Regions from separate parts of the Rattus norvegicus genome. Here region 2 is linked to region 1. Evidence: chromatin contacts called from public Hi-C data. All regions are on one chromosome and are shown on one strand. Each heading gives the region's core, a stretch centred on a gene start, on an enhancer-like site or on the middle of the called end of the contact. The rest is flanking DNA. Distances are from core to core; before and after follow the strand shown.

What was found. A called contact is a pair of places that touch in the nucleus more often than the background predicts.
Region 2: a Hi-C map of Schwann cells shows a contact between it and region 1, with 2.6 times the contacts expected there. The contact joins the enhancer-like site here to the promoter of Trim67 in region 1. A contact is called at or near these places in 4 of 12 Hi-C or Micro-C datasets (the Rat2 cell line, Schwann cells, kidney and 1 more).

What each region holds. Positions count from the first base shown.
Region 1 is chr19:69,657,394-69,663,622 of GRCr8, reverse strand. It overlaps Trim67 (tripartite motif-containing 67), which reads right to left and starts at 1,846. Exons shown (of 10, transcript NM_001135715.1): 1 at 385-1,846. The coding sequence starts at 1,395. Trnaa-agc43 (transfer RNA alanine (anticodon AGC) 43) reads right to left here and starts at 4,323; the gene lies at 4,243-4,323.
Region 2 is chr19:69,882,912-69,889,590 of GRCr8, reverse strand. It overlaps Tsnax (translin-associated factor X), which reads right to left. Exons shown (of 6, transcript NM_022262.3): 6 at 2,347-4,036. The coding sequence ends at 3,659. Among named protein-coding and RNA genes, the nearest start is that of Tsnax, 13 kb to the right of the region's middle. Within about 2 kb of position 1,715, at least 20 of the 93 cell types and tissues checked have an H3K27ac peak or open chromatin away from gene starts, as enhancers often do. A contact at or near this core is called in Schwann cells, where this site is marked.

The sequences.
Region 1 (6,229 bases), core at 597-3,096:
GTCGACTGAGCTTTGGTCAGACAGCGACTGCTGGGATCCTTGGGCGAATGCACGCATGTATGAACATATAGGTCCAGAAACGTACTGATGATATGCATAGATGCATGAAGGGTTGGATGGAAGCATGGGTGGATATGTAGTCCAATGTATGGATAGATGGATGCATGAATAGATGGATGGAGAGATGACCACGTGGGTGGATGGTATGTATGTATGTATGTACGCATGCATGCATGCATGGACGGATGGACGGATGGACGGACGGACGGATGGAGTGATTACTGTTTTGCCTTCAGGCCCACCTTCCAGCAATTCCCCAAGAAAGGGTCTGGAGAATCTCTGAACTTCCACCCTGGCTGGCATCCCCACACAGCCAACGCTTACCTTGTGCTGTTTCCACGTTGCCCCCAGCGGCTTCACCTCGTGCTTGCCATGCCTGCCTTCCTCTAGGCACATGTAGCACACCGGGCTCCGACAGCTCACGCAGTACATGCTGTAGTTCTCCATCTCGTGCTCCGGGCACGTGGGGAACTTTCGAGGCACGGGGGCCCCGGCACCCCCTGGGCTCCTGCATCCTCCTGCGCTGGAGGCGGTGGAAGTACCGACTGAAGCAGAGGTAGCCTCTGGGGGTGCGGGCGGCGGCGGCGGCTGAACTAGCCGATGCTTAGCGAAGGGGCCCCGGGACGGGTGGCACTTGAGCTGGCAGGTGGCGCAATAGAGCACGTCGCATTGCTCGCAGAGAGTGGCTGCCGGCTCCGGTGGGGTGCGGTCGCACAGCTGGCAGATGGCCACCGCCGGGGCTGCAGATGCCCCCGCAGCAACCCCACGGCCCTGCTGGTACCGCTGCACGATGCCCTCCAGTAGCCGGTTGCGCTGGAAGCCTCGCAGGCCGCGGTGATCCAGGGAGGCGCTGCGGTGGCACTGCGGGCAGGTGATGGAGCTGGAGGACGAGCAGAGCGAGGAGCAGGCGGCGCCTCGGGCCGCGGCGGCAGATGAACCCGGAGGCGCAGGCACCATGGGCAGCACGCGGACTCCATTGGGGGACTTGAGGCTGGGGGTGTAGGAGCCATAGCCGCTGTCAGTCTCGCTATACAAGCTCAGCTTGTCCGCGTGGTCTCCGCCACCGGCCGCCCCGCCGCCCAGGCCTCCGGCTGTACTAGCTCCGGCGCCTCCGCAGGTCGCGCCGGCCGCTGCATCCTGATCCGGAGGGGGCGCGGCGGCGGCGGCGGCGGCACCCCGCGAAAGAAGGAGCGGCGGGGGCAGGTGCTGCTCGCCGTCCGGGGTCTGAACCGCGATGGTGCGGGCGCACGGCAAGCAGACATTGTGAGAACAGGGCAGGATGATGGGCTCCCGGAACAGGGATCCGCACACTGGGCACTTCAGCTCCTCCTCCATCGCCGCGCCCGCGGCCAGAGCCGCTCGGGACCAGCCAAGGATGGTCAAAGCTCCGAAGACAAGCGCAGCTGGGCAGGCGATGTCAGCGCTCTTGAGTCAGGAGGCGGGGGTATTACACGGGCATGCTGTCTTCACCCGAGGGTGGCACGCCCCCTCTCTGTCCTCAGGCCACCGCCCTAAGACGCTTGGCCGCCAGAGAAAGGAGGGGTCCTCACCTCCTGAGGGCGAGGCTCCCTCACCAGAGGCGGCCGTATGAAGGTGGCCAGCAGCCCTCGCAGTGGCCTCCGAGGTTGTCCAGGTGGTGAATAGGCAGCAGCAGCGCCGTCAGGGGTACCTCGTGCCTCCACTCTACGAAGGACCAGTGACTCGCTGCTGTGAGCCAGCAAGGCTACTGAGCCGGGCTCCGCAGCGCCGCTGCCCCGAGTCTTCCTTCTGCGAGCGCCCCGCCCCTAACCAGCTCTTGGCCAGTGCGGGAGCAGCGGGGCCAGGGCTGGTTCAGCACCACCAGACGGCGGACAGCGCCCGCGAGCGGATGGGCAGGGAATCCGCGCCCGCACCCCAGGCGCATCCCCCGCCAGGCTGTTGTGCCACCACGGCCACCTCGGCATCCCCCGGCCCGGAGACCGTCGCCGTCCTGCTGCTCGGGCCGCTGCTTTCGGAGCTGCCTCCTCACAGGCCCGTATTGAGCAGCGTCCCGGGCTCGCCTCGCCGGCTCCGGTTCCTGCGGTTCCCCTGACCTTGGCCGCGCCACGCTGCAGCGGCGGGGGTGGGGGGGTGGTGAACACCCGCTGGCTCGGGAATCCCCTCCCGGTCCCGCCGCCTCCCGCGCCCGCCCGCCGCGCCGCGCCGCGCCGCGCGCCCAGGAGTTGTAATTTCCAGAGCGAGAGTAACGGGGCGGGGGGCGGGGAGCCAGGCGTCAGCTCAGCGAATGAGGGCTCGCCTCTCGCGGCTGGCAGTCAGGGGCGGGTCGGAGGGCTTCGTGGGGAGGATCATTGTGGAGAGCTGCTCCGATTCGGATGGAGTCTGCACGGTGAATTAGCCCGGCGCCCCGCCCCGCTTGCCAGAGCATCCCTGGCCAGCTCCTGCCCTGCCCACTCCCGCCACCATGAAAGCGTAAACAGCGGTCCCTAAAAGGCCAGTCGCTTGGAAAAGGCCCCCCAGCACAGCGCGACAGTCGCTACCTAAATCTATTTCCCCCGCAAAAAGCTTTCAAGGCACAAAATGTCGGACAGCCTCGCGCCAAAGGGCGAGGTTTCATTTACGCATCGTTCCACAAGCCTTTTTTGTCTCCTCGGTTCTACCCGGGCTAGTCGTGGACGATGAGGCCCAGAGCGGCGAGGACTTGGCGAGGACACCGTGAAGGTTGCCAAATACAACCTCCCCGGGCTGCTCGGGGCTGGGGAGAGGCAGGAGGCCGCGAGCAGGTGTTCGCTTTATGAATGGGAGCTTCCTGCAACGTCGCCGCCCGCGCGCCTGGCTGCCGGGCTCTTCCCGCCGTCTGCCCGGCTGTTCCGCACCGGGGTAGTGCGGGCTGCCCAGAGAAGGGAAGGGTGTGCTGAGCATGGAGCTAAGGTCGGGCCGGGGACGGGAAGAGCGCGCTGGGGAGGGAAGAGCGCGTGGAGCGAAATGCGCGCCACGCGGCCCTCTCTTCCTCTGCGATCCACGCCGATTCGGAACAGACAAGGAAATTGTCGATTTAAAAAGGATGTGTCAGCCAGCATGCTGGCTCGTGCTTGTAATTCTAGCACTTGGGAGGCCGATGTAGAAGGATTGTTATGAGTTAGAGGCCAGCTTGGGCTACATAGTAATTTCCAAGCTAGTCTGGGTGTTTCATAGCAAGACTCAGCCGGACGAAAACAAAAACAGCAATCGTGGCGCAGACTCCTGTTGAAGGAATGCAGGGCCCCAGCCGCTGCCAGCATTTGGAAAGTCAGCAGGAGAGAATGAAGCCAGAGATTAATGAGGCACCTGCCTTGGTCTGGCTCGTTCCCTAAGGGATACAACCTCTGGTGGGAGGGAGTTCGCCAGGAAAGTCACGGCAAAGCGCCCCAGTGAAGCCCATATCTTTACATGACTCCCCGGGGTCCTGCAGCTTGCTTCCACCGGCCTAGTCCAGAAACTACTATGACAACACCGTAACAACACACATGTGATCTGGCCAAATTGTTACGGTAAGTGATGTGGACTACTTTCTAAGCATCTCAGGTCAACTGAATAGCTTACGGAAGCCTGGCTCCACGTTTAACTGCTGCTAAACCGCAGCCATCAAATGAGCCCCACCACCGTTGTTCTTCAGGAAGCAGTGCTGTGTCCAGGGCGGAGATGAAGGCAGCGCTTCAGTTACCTGGTCCTGCCCACAATACATTGAAAAAGAAAATCTTCAGAAAGTCACTATTGAACCCGAGGTCTAGGCGAGCCATAGCTTGGGTTACTGAAAGCTCTTCAAGAAGTTGGAAGGTGGGCTGGAGAGATGGCTCAGCGGTTAAGAGCACTGACTGCTCTTCCAGAGGTCCTGAGTTCAATTCCCAGCATCCACATGGTGGCTCATAACCATCTGAAATGGGATCTCTTCTGGTGTGTCTGAGGACAGCTACAGTGTAGTGATAGAGTTAATTAAAAAAGAAGAAGCAGGTGGTGCAGGTCTTTAAGCATCAGGAGTCAAAGGTCAGAGGCATCAGAGGCAGTTGGAGACCAGCCTGGTCTGTAGAAAAGTCCTAGGAGAGCCAGGGCTCAACAGAGAAACCCTGTCTGAAGTAAGTAAATAAATAAATCCTTTCTGCTGGACCCAGCTCAGCCCCGCCCCTGGGACCAGCTGGATGTTAGACCTCTCTCTTTTTTTTTTTTTTCCTTCGGAGCTGGGGATCGAACCCAGGGCCTTGTGCTTGCTAGGCAAGCGCTCTACCACTGAGCTAAATCCCCAGCCCCGAAGTTAGACCTCTTAAAAGGTTCATGATTCTCATTTTCAGACAAAGACAGCCTGCTTAGGCTTGGTCAGGGTGGCCCTTCTAGCCAAGTATGTGTCTCTCTGCACAAGCAAGACATGCCGTGACACTACTCCTAGCTTGGCATACAGAAAGCAGCATACAGGTAAAAGTCTCAGGATTTGGAAAGCTGCAATGAGAAGACAGTCTGGGCCACAGAGTGAGACCCTGGCTCCACAAACAAACAAACAAACAAACAAAACACAATGACAAGCCGTAAAGAAGCAAGCAAACCTTCTTTCTTGCTTTCCATCAAAGCATCTCGCCTGTCCTCAGTTCCCACCACTCAGTTCTGTAGCTGAAGTTGGCTCAGCTGTGTGAAAGTCTGGGACCTAAGCTATGTCTAGTGGAGGACAGGCTTCCTGTGAGGCACTATTCCAGGCAGCTCTGGTGCTTCTCACACAGAGCGGTAGTCAGTACTGATCGTCACCACTGTCTATTAAAGGTCCTGTCTGATGCAGCGGCACCAGAGGTACACACAGTGCACTTTAGGGGCTAATGAGAGGAGCCCTTGCTGAGTGAGCCTAGCTCCCTGAGTTTGAGCCTTAGAATCCAGGGAAAGGTGGGCAGAGGAATCCAGCTCTACAAGGTTGTCTTCTTATTCCCACGAAAGTGTTTACACACACACATACACACATATATACAAATACACAAACACATGCATACATACATACACAGATACATACAAATTCACACAGACACATGCATACACACATACATATACACACATACACAGATACACACAGACTCATACTCAGACACATGCATACACACATACATACACAGATACACACACATACAGATACACACACATACATACGCACATACACAGATACACATAGACACAAACACAGACACATACATACACACATATACAGATTCACACACAGATACACATAGACACAAACACAAACACAGACACATACATACACACATATACAGATTCACACACAGAGACACACACATACACAGATACACACACACATATACAGATACACACACAGACACATACATACACAGATACACACAGACTCACACTCAGACACATGCATACACACATACTTACACAGATACACACACACATACACACATACAAACACAGATACACACAGACACACATACAAACACAGACACACAGACAAACACAGATACACAGATACACACACACACACACACACACACACACACACACACAGTTAAGAGCATTTGCTACTTTTGCAGGTGATGTGGGTTCAGTTCCCAGCACCGAGGCTCAATTCTGCTGAAGAGCACTGACTGCTCTTCCAGAGGTCCTGAGTTCAATTCCCAGCAACCACATGGTGGCTCACAACCATCTGTAATGGGATCTAATGCCCTCTTCTGGTGTATCTGAAGACGGCTACAGTGTACTCACATACATAAAATAAATAAATAAATATTGAGAGAGAGAGAGAGAGAGAGAGAGAGAGAAAGCGCAACAGACATCTTTTCCAAATAACAGACTCCAGTGAATAAGTTTACAGTCTAGCCACCCACCTCTAAACATTGTTGACTAGTGCCTAAGGACCTTATTTTAAGAATTTTAAATTCCAATCACGCGCATGCCTGTGTGCCTGTGCCTGCCTGAATACAGTTGCTTGTAGATGCCAGCCACTATACTTACTGGAGTCCATTGGATCCCCTGGAGCTGGAGTTATAGGAAGTCGCCAGCTGCCTGCAGGGGGTGCTGGGAACTAAACCCAAGTCCTTACAAGAATAGACACACTCCTTCTTATTGCTATTCCGTTCTTGGTTGGTTGGTTTTAGGTTTTGGATTTCTTTGAGACAATGTTTCTCTTCAAAGCCCTGAATGTCCTGGAATTCACTCTGTAGAC
Region 2 (6,679 bases), core at 466-2,965, 230 kb before region 1:
AGGGTCCTGTGCTCCGCAAGGTGCAGACCGTCGGCATGAGGTCAGATAAGCTGTTTTCACCCCAACATGAAGATGGGAAACAGAGAACGGTGCGACCTGTGAGGCGTTCACTGAGAGCCCATTTTCTCACATCTACGTGGCCTCTTGAACATCAAATCTTGGCACACTTGATACAGGGACACCGAGTCCTGAAACCTGCATCTTCCTGGTTGTGCCTAAGACCGTGTGTATTTCCAGTCCGACAAGGGCAGCCTGCTGTCATGTTCGCCTAGGAAAACAGAAGGCACTCTGGGCAGCCCCGCTCAGGAAAGGACCACAGGTGCTTCCAAACAGTGGAGGGACTGGAGGAAAGGAAGGTTGGGATCGCAGCCAGCAAGTGCAGGAAGTCAGGGGGTTGCAGGAATTGCAGGAAACCCAGGTCATGACCTCTGCTGCCTGTAGCTTGAGCAGGTGAGCAGCAGAATGGACGCTCCTGCGAGCCCTCACGTATGCCATCTGCTCATGCCAGCCCTTGTTGTCTGGGGTCCCTTTGCTCGAATGTGGGTAAAACACGGGACGCAAGCGAGTCACACAGCTGGAAGGGGCTAACACCAACCAACAGACGCCACCACAGTCTACCAACTTGGTCTTCTGTGCTCACACACTTGGTGGACAGTGGAGCTCCTAAATAGCATACTGTACTTACCAATGAGGTCTGCACCTGTCCCTGATGCAATGGGGGGGAAGGGGGGACAAGAAGGGGATCTCTACCTGTTAGGTCCATTACTATGGTGCCCACTCCTCCTTCAAGACAATAGTTTGCCTTTGACACCCTACAATTCCAAGTCTAAATGAAACCATACCCTATAATGACAGTTAAAAGGAGGCGCGCGCACACGCACGCGCGCGCACACACAGACAGAGGCGCACACACAGACACACACACAGACACACATACACGCACACATACGCACACACACGCACAGGCACACACAGGCACACCACTTATTAGCATTCTTCCTTTTAGCTGTTATATAATTATTGAACTGAACTTATCATATAATGCTATTCTGTGCCTGCAGCAAAATAAAAGCTAGTAGTCTATTTATCTGCTATCAGAGACCAATCAGATTCTCTCTTGGCTCCCATCTGCATGGAGTGTCTTTCCACCCTTCTACCTCAGTCTACGTATCTTTGTCTCTAACATGAGTCTCTTTGGACAGAACGGAGCTTGGGGCCATTCCGCCAATCTCTCACTTTATCAATCCTCTCTGAGGGGGACCAAAGCTTTGGGGTTCTCTGTGAAAACCACTAATGTAAGAGACACAGGAAATCATAACTAAAAAGAAATAATCCATTTTCATTTCAAAATCCAGTTGCCAACTTGCCATGAGACCTCCTTTGCTTCTCCTATTGTCTTTTTAATTGTATTTATTTTGTTTGCAGGGGCCGGGGGATGAGGGGGAGGGGAACGGGGTGGAGGGGACCATGCCATGGTGCTCTCTGATCAGTTTTTCTCCTCCCACCCTGTGGGTTTCAGGGATCGGATGCTGGTTGTGAGGTTCCATCCTGCCAGCCCTGGAACCAGTTCCTTTTGTGATAAACAGAGAGCCTACCAAAGCAGATGATGCTGTCACAACACACAATTTAAACTGAGGCCCCCACCAGCCCTGCACAAAGAACACAGCGGGAGCAGTGGTGCTCAGTCGCCTGCAGGGGGCGCTGCTGATTATGCCATAGGCCGTTTCTCTGCTCCTCTGACAGTCTGGCTTCCTAGCGTTTCTGTAAGCCCTGCACAAATCAATTAGGGTGTTAGGCTAGTATTATCTTCCCTTCCAGGAACTGGCTTAAAGAGGCGGGGACATCATCTAGTCTCAGTCTGAGTGCTGTGAAGGACGTCTTTTTAACCTGAGAGAACACGAGAAGTCCACTTCTGTCGGAATATCCCTACCAGTCCTGAAAACCCAGGCAACCCCAAGGGAGTCACTGAGGGTATGAATACCACAGAGGCAGAGGGGAAGTCCTGGACTACATTTCAGGTTAAGTCACCACTCAGGTGCCTCCTTATCTCAGGGCTTAAGGGGAAAAACACGAAACAAAAAGCCTTCCACATTACCCAAGTCTATCTTTGATTTCCCATCTTACCCAAAAACTACATTATTAGATTTACTACATATTTCTAAATGCTATCAAAGCATAGACCCTTGGAACCACAGAGATGGCTTGGCTAGAGTGGAGAAGTCCCTTCCCCCCAAGCCTGACAACACCGACACAGTGGAAGGAAAGGCCAAGCTACACACGTTGTCTCTGTACACACTGCTGTGCACGAAATATAACTTAACTTAAACTTTTAAACCAGACAGTTTCTGTATTTTAATATTTTATTTAAAATTTGCTTTAAATTTCTGTAAAACATTCTTCAATCCATTATTTTAACATTATAAATTCAACTTGACGTAGCTGAAAAACAGACAGCAGGTAACAGGACTGACTGAAACTTAGCATCTATCTTACTGCAGGGAAGACAAAGCCTCATCACACGACAAACAGCTAACTCAGCAGGCATGTGCACACGTCACTTTCCTGTCCGTGACAAGTTTTGGAAAATTACACTTTCAAAGAACCAGCCTTACAAGTAGATATTCTTTCCAAAAAATAAAACCCAGTATCCAAGTCCTGAAAACTCACAAAACTAGATGAAAACATGTGGTGGTGTCAGCTGCGGGCGACGCTCAAGCCAGGCTCTCACCACGATGGATGACTGACTGACTGACTGACTGACTGACTGACTGACTGACTGACTGGGGAGGTGAACTCACTCCCAGCACTCCCTCCTGAGCTGGAAATTGTCTTATTGCTGAGTTATACACAAGTCATTTTCTTTGGCAACATCACTAGCTAACACCAAGGGACAAGTGTAAAGGTTTGGGCTGTCAGCTCTCCAAGCACTGTGGCTGCCCTTCTGTGGGTCCCAGGATGGCTGGGGTAGGAAAGTGCAGTCCACCTAACACATGACGAAGGGCCTGGCTGCTCACACCCTACAGACAAGTGTGTGGTTAGATACTCAGCATCACCAGGGAAGAGCAATGTCAGCTCCTTCCCACATCTCTGAGAAAGGAACATCTGGACCCATCAATTCCTCAGGAAAGCTGCTTCATATAAATTCAAAATGGCCTAAACTTGACCAAAACTTTAAGTGAATTCTCAATACCACCAAAATTTGCACTTAAAAAATACTGATAGCTTGCACGTTAAAACTGTTGTTCCGTGTGCTAGGCCCACTTTGAAGGCTTGCCATGACACTGCCGAGGAACTGAAACAGGAAGCTCACTCCAGAGGCTTCGCTACACCGTTTTCCCTCCATACAAAGGATCACCCACTTAAGAGACTTCCTTCCACCCAAAATGTCACTCCAAGTTCAAAGTGAATTAAAGTAGGTGTGGCAGAGAGAGCAGTCGGAAGCATGTTCACACAACAATAGTGTAAGCACATATAAACACTGATGCAAATGCACGCGTGTAAGAAACGTCCCTGTGGACTACTTATATACAGCTGTACACACTTCAAACTAGTACACCTGGACACGTCTAAGAAGCCACAATAAAGTCAAACGCACACTCACAACAGCCTCACAACAGCCCCCCAGGAGCTCACGCCTTAGAGAACTGAGCGGAGTTGCTTAAGAAATGCTCTCTTCCTGGTCAATCATCTCCGTTTTCACTGAGAACACATCGGCCAGCATGTGCTTAGGGATCTCAGAGCCCCGGACTTTAAGGGCATAGCAAGCGTTCTCCACTTTGGACAGGCTCTGTTTCAAGGTGTACAGCTTCTTAGAGACCTCGTAGGGCCCAGTGTTGCCAATGAAGGAGAACCCATCGTAAACCTGGCGTAGGAACTGGCTCACTTCAAAGGGGGTGTCAATGTCCCCGTTGCCCACGCTGTTAATGCACATCCGCATCAGCTCTCCAGTCAAGTCGGCCACGCCCAGCAGGTAGTCCACCGGTGTGATCTTCAGTCTCCAGGTAACCAGCTGCTTGTCTTGTCCATCAGCGGGAGGCTGGCAAAAGACAGGAAAGCCACACACATGAAGCACTGAGATAAAGTGAATACTTCAGGCACCACACCATAAAGAACTGGAGTCAGCAGCAGGTCAGGCACACGGATCTTCCCCAGGAGTCACCATAGGCTGGGGAGGAGGAGCTCAGCCAGGCGACTTGGATTAGGACAATCAAATTCCACCAATGTAAGACCAGCTGTGTCCAACTTCCCCCGCCAAGCACAGCAGACTCGTGCTAAGGAAGACTTGCCTCCACTGTGTGACAATCACTATCAGTCTGCTGTTACCCCTCCTGGTTCAGCCGGCATCTCCTTCCCTACCACGCACTGCCCATCAGCTTGCACCTACGGCCAGCTCCTGCCAGCACCGCCAAGCATCCTATCAGTGCCCAGGTCTCCATGTCAGCTCTACATGAGCAGCCAAGACCGAGTGAGCTGAGGAACAGCAATTACAACTACATACAGACTGTGGAGTTTGGCCTACATGGGTTATTCACCAGTCATTTTAGTCAGGCTGCAGTGGTTTTATTTATGTTATGTGTATGAATGTTGTGCCTTCATGTATGTCTTCAAATACTCTTCCAAGCCTTGGGTACTCTGTTCTGTGCCCTAGGCAATCCCCAAACTCTTCAGTCTCAGGAAACAATCGAGCTGGCTTCACAGATCCAGTCATCTGCCAATCACCTTGCACTGCCTATGTGGCTGTCATCTTTCTTACAATCAAAGTAACCTCCCCTGCATGACAGCCACCACACCCATCTTTAACCTCCCATCCTCCAATGTCAAAGGGCAAGTCACATCTCCTCTTGCGTGAACTTAACCTCCGAATGACCTTGACTCTCCTCCCACCTCTCCCAGGACACTGCTTCATAAGACACTCGCCTCTTGGCAAGGTCTTTATCTCTCTCTAACCCTCCTTTCCTCCTCTGTAAACAGAATTGTGTTACCTACCACAGAAGTCTTTTATGGATTAAATAAGACAATATTCACTAAGTTCTTGACAAGAAAGCACTCCGTAAAAGCCAGCTGCTGTGGTCACCGCCACCATCATGGCTCTCTCTACCTACAGCTTCTTTCTAGCAACAAGGCGTGAGTTGTGATTTCTGTGTGTGGAATGTGGCTAGGTGGACTCTAAGCCATTCTGGGCAGTGGGCCTGCAGAGGCATCCAGGAGAGAACCATGCGGTGTCTGAGGAACTAAGGAAGGCACGTTAGAGTAGGACAGGCGGAGACTGGGGAGACAGGCGGGCAGGCAGGCGGGAGACCGCAGAGAAATCTGCACTCCAGGTTGTGGAGTCTCTGAGAACCAATTAAGGAAGTGGCAGGGCGAATTTCCATTTTTTACTTTGGCTGCTGTGCATCCACAGCACAAATCTTAGTCCTGCTCAAGCCCCTTCAGAGACCCTGAGGCCCAACCGTCTCTGAGAAGAAATAATGGTCTTTGTTATTACACAGGAGGAATGGTTATAAGTTGATTTTAGAGAAACAAGCATAAACAAATTTAAATTAAAATTTGTCAAAATAAATTCTGCTTTCTCAAAATTATTAGTAAGGAAAAATTTGCTTAAAGTCCAAGTTTTGAGATGGACACTTGAGTGTTTGGGAGTATATCGTTAATGTACTTTCAAATGAATTAGCCAGAACTGCTGGGACAAGGCAAACACAGGGACCGTTAACCCCGCTGTTTCTAATGTTTCACCAGATATCATCTTCTCCACATTTCTGTCTGAAGCTTCTCATAGTGCCGATGTGTACCTGGGTCATAATCTCCAAAGTCCTGAGCAGCGCACACTCACCCTGCCTTCTCCCCACCTCTCTCTCCCTGGACTACAGAGGAGCTGCTCGCAGGAAGCTGGCCACCTCTTGCTATGATTCCACCGTGACCGTGTGAATGAAGCAAAGCCACGATGGCCTGGGTCTCATCCGGCCCCTAACAGAGTGAACAGCTGAGCGGCCGGGTTCAGTAGAGGGAGGGCTCCTACCAGGCCACAGCAAGCTGTTAGGCAATTTAACATCTCATTTCACCTTGACTTCCGACAGTTCCTCTGTACACCTATCCTGACTCTGAGTCATATTTTTCAAAAATAATAAAAGGAGAAAATGGAAAAACACTATTCATCCTAACATATGAAGAGAAGCCACCTGGCTGCCTGAATGTCATATTTTCAAATCCAAAGGGGGAAAGAAGTACTTCTTAAAGGTCAAAATGCAAAAGGTTTCTCTCCTCAACTCGGAAGAGCTGGGCGATTGTCTGCAGGCATGCAGTGTTTTGTGAGAGGTAATTGGCTCTCGCCCTGTGACAGCCACTTTAACAATGAACCCTGCTAAGTAAGCACTGCTTCATTAAACCCTTTGCGAGCTGAACTCTCCCATAAAGGCTCTGAGGTCGTGCACCCCGGGGTCCCTGCGCACACCTGGGGTCAAGCAGCACCAGGGATGCCGAGTGCACAGACTGGACTCTAAACCCTTGCTCGGATGCAATGTGCTGCCGTCCTCCCGTCTACAGCCATGCCTCTGGCTCTGTCACCAGTGGAGACACTTGGACCTAGCTTCCCTGAGGCCCTACAAACCCAGCCTCAGGAAGGCAGAGTCTCCGCCAACCATTATGCTGCTGTATGAACCACGGTAAAACTGAGACAGGATTT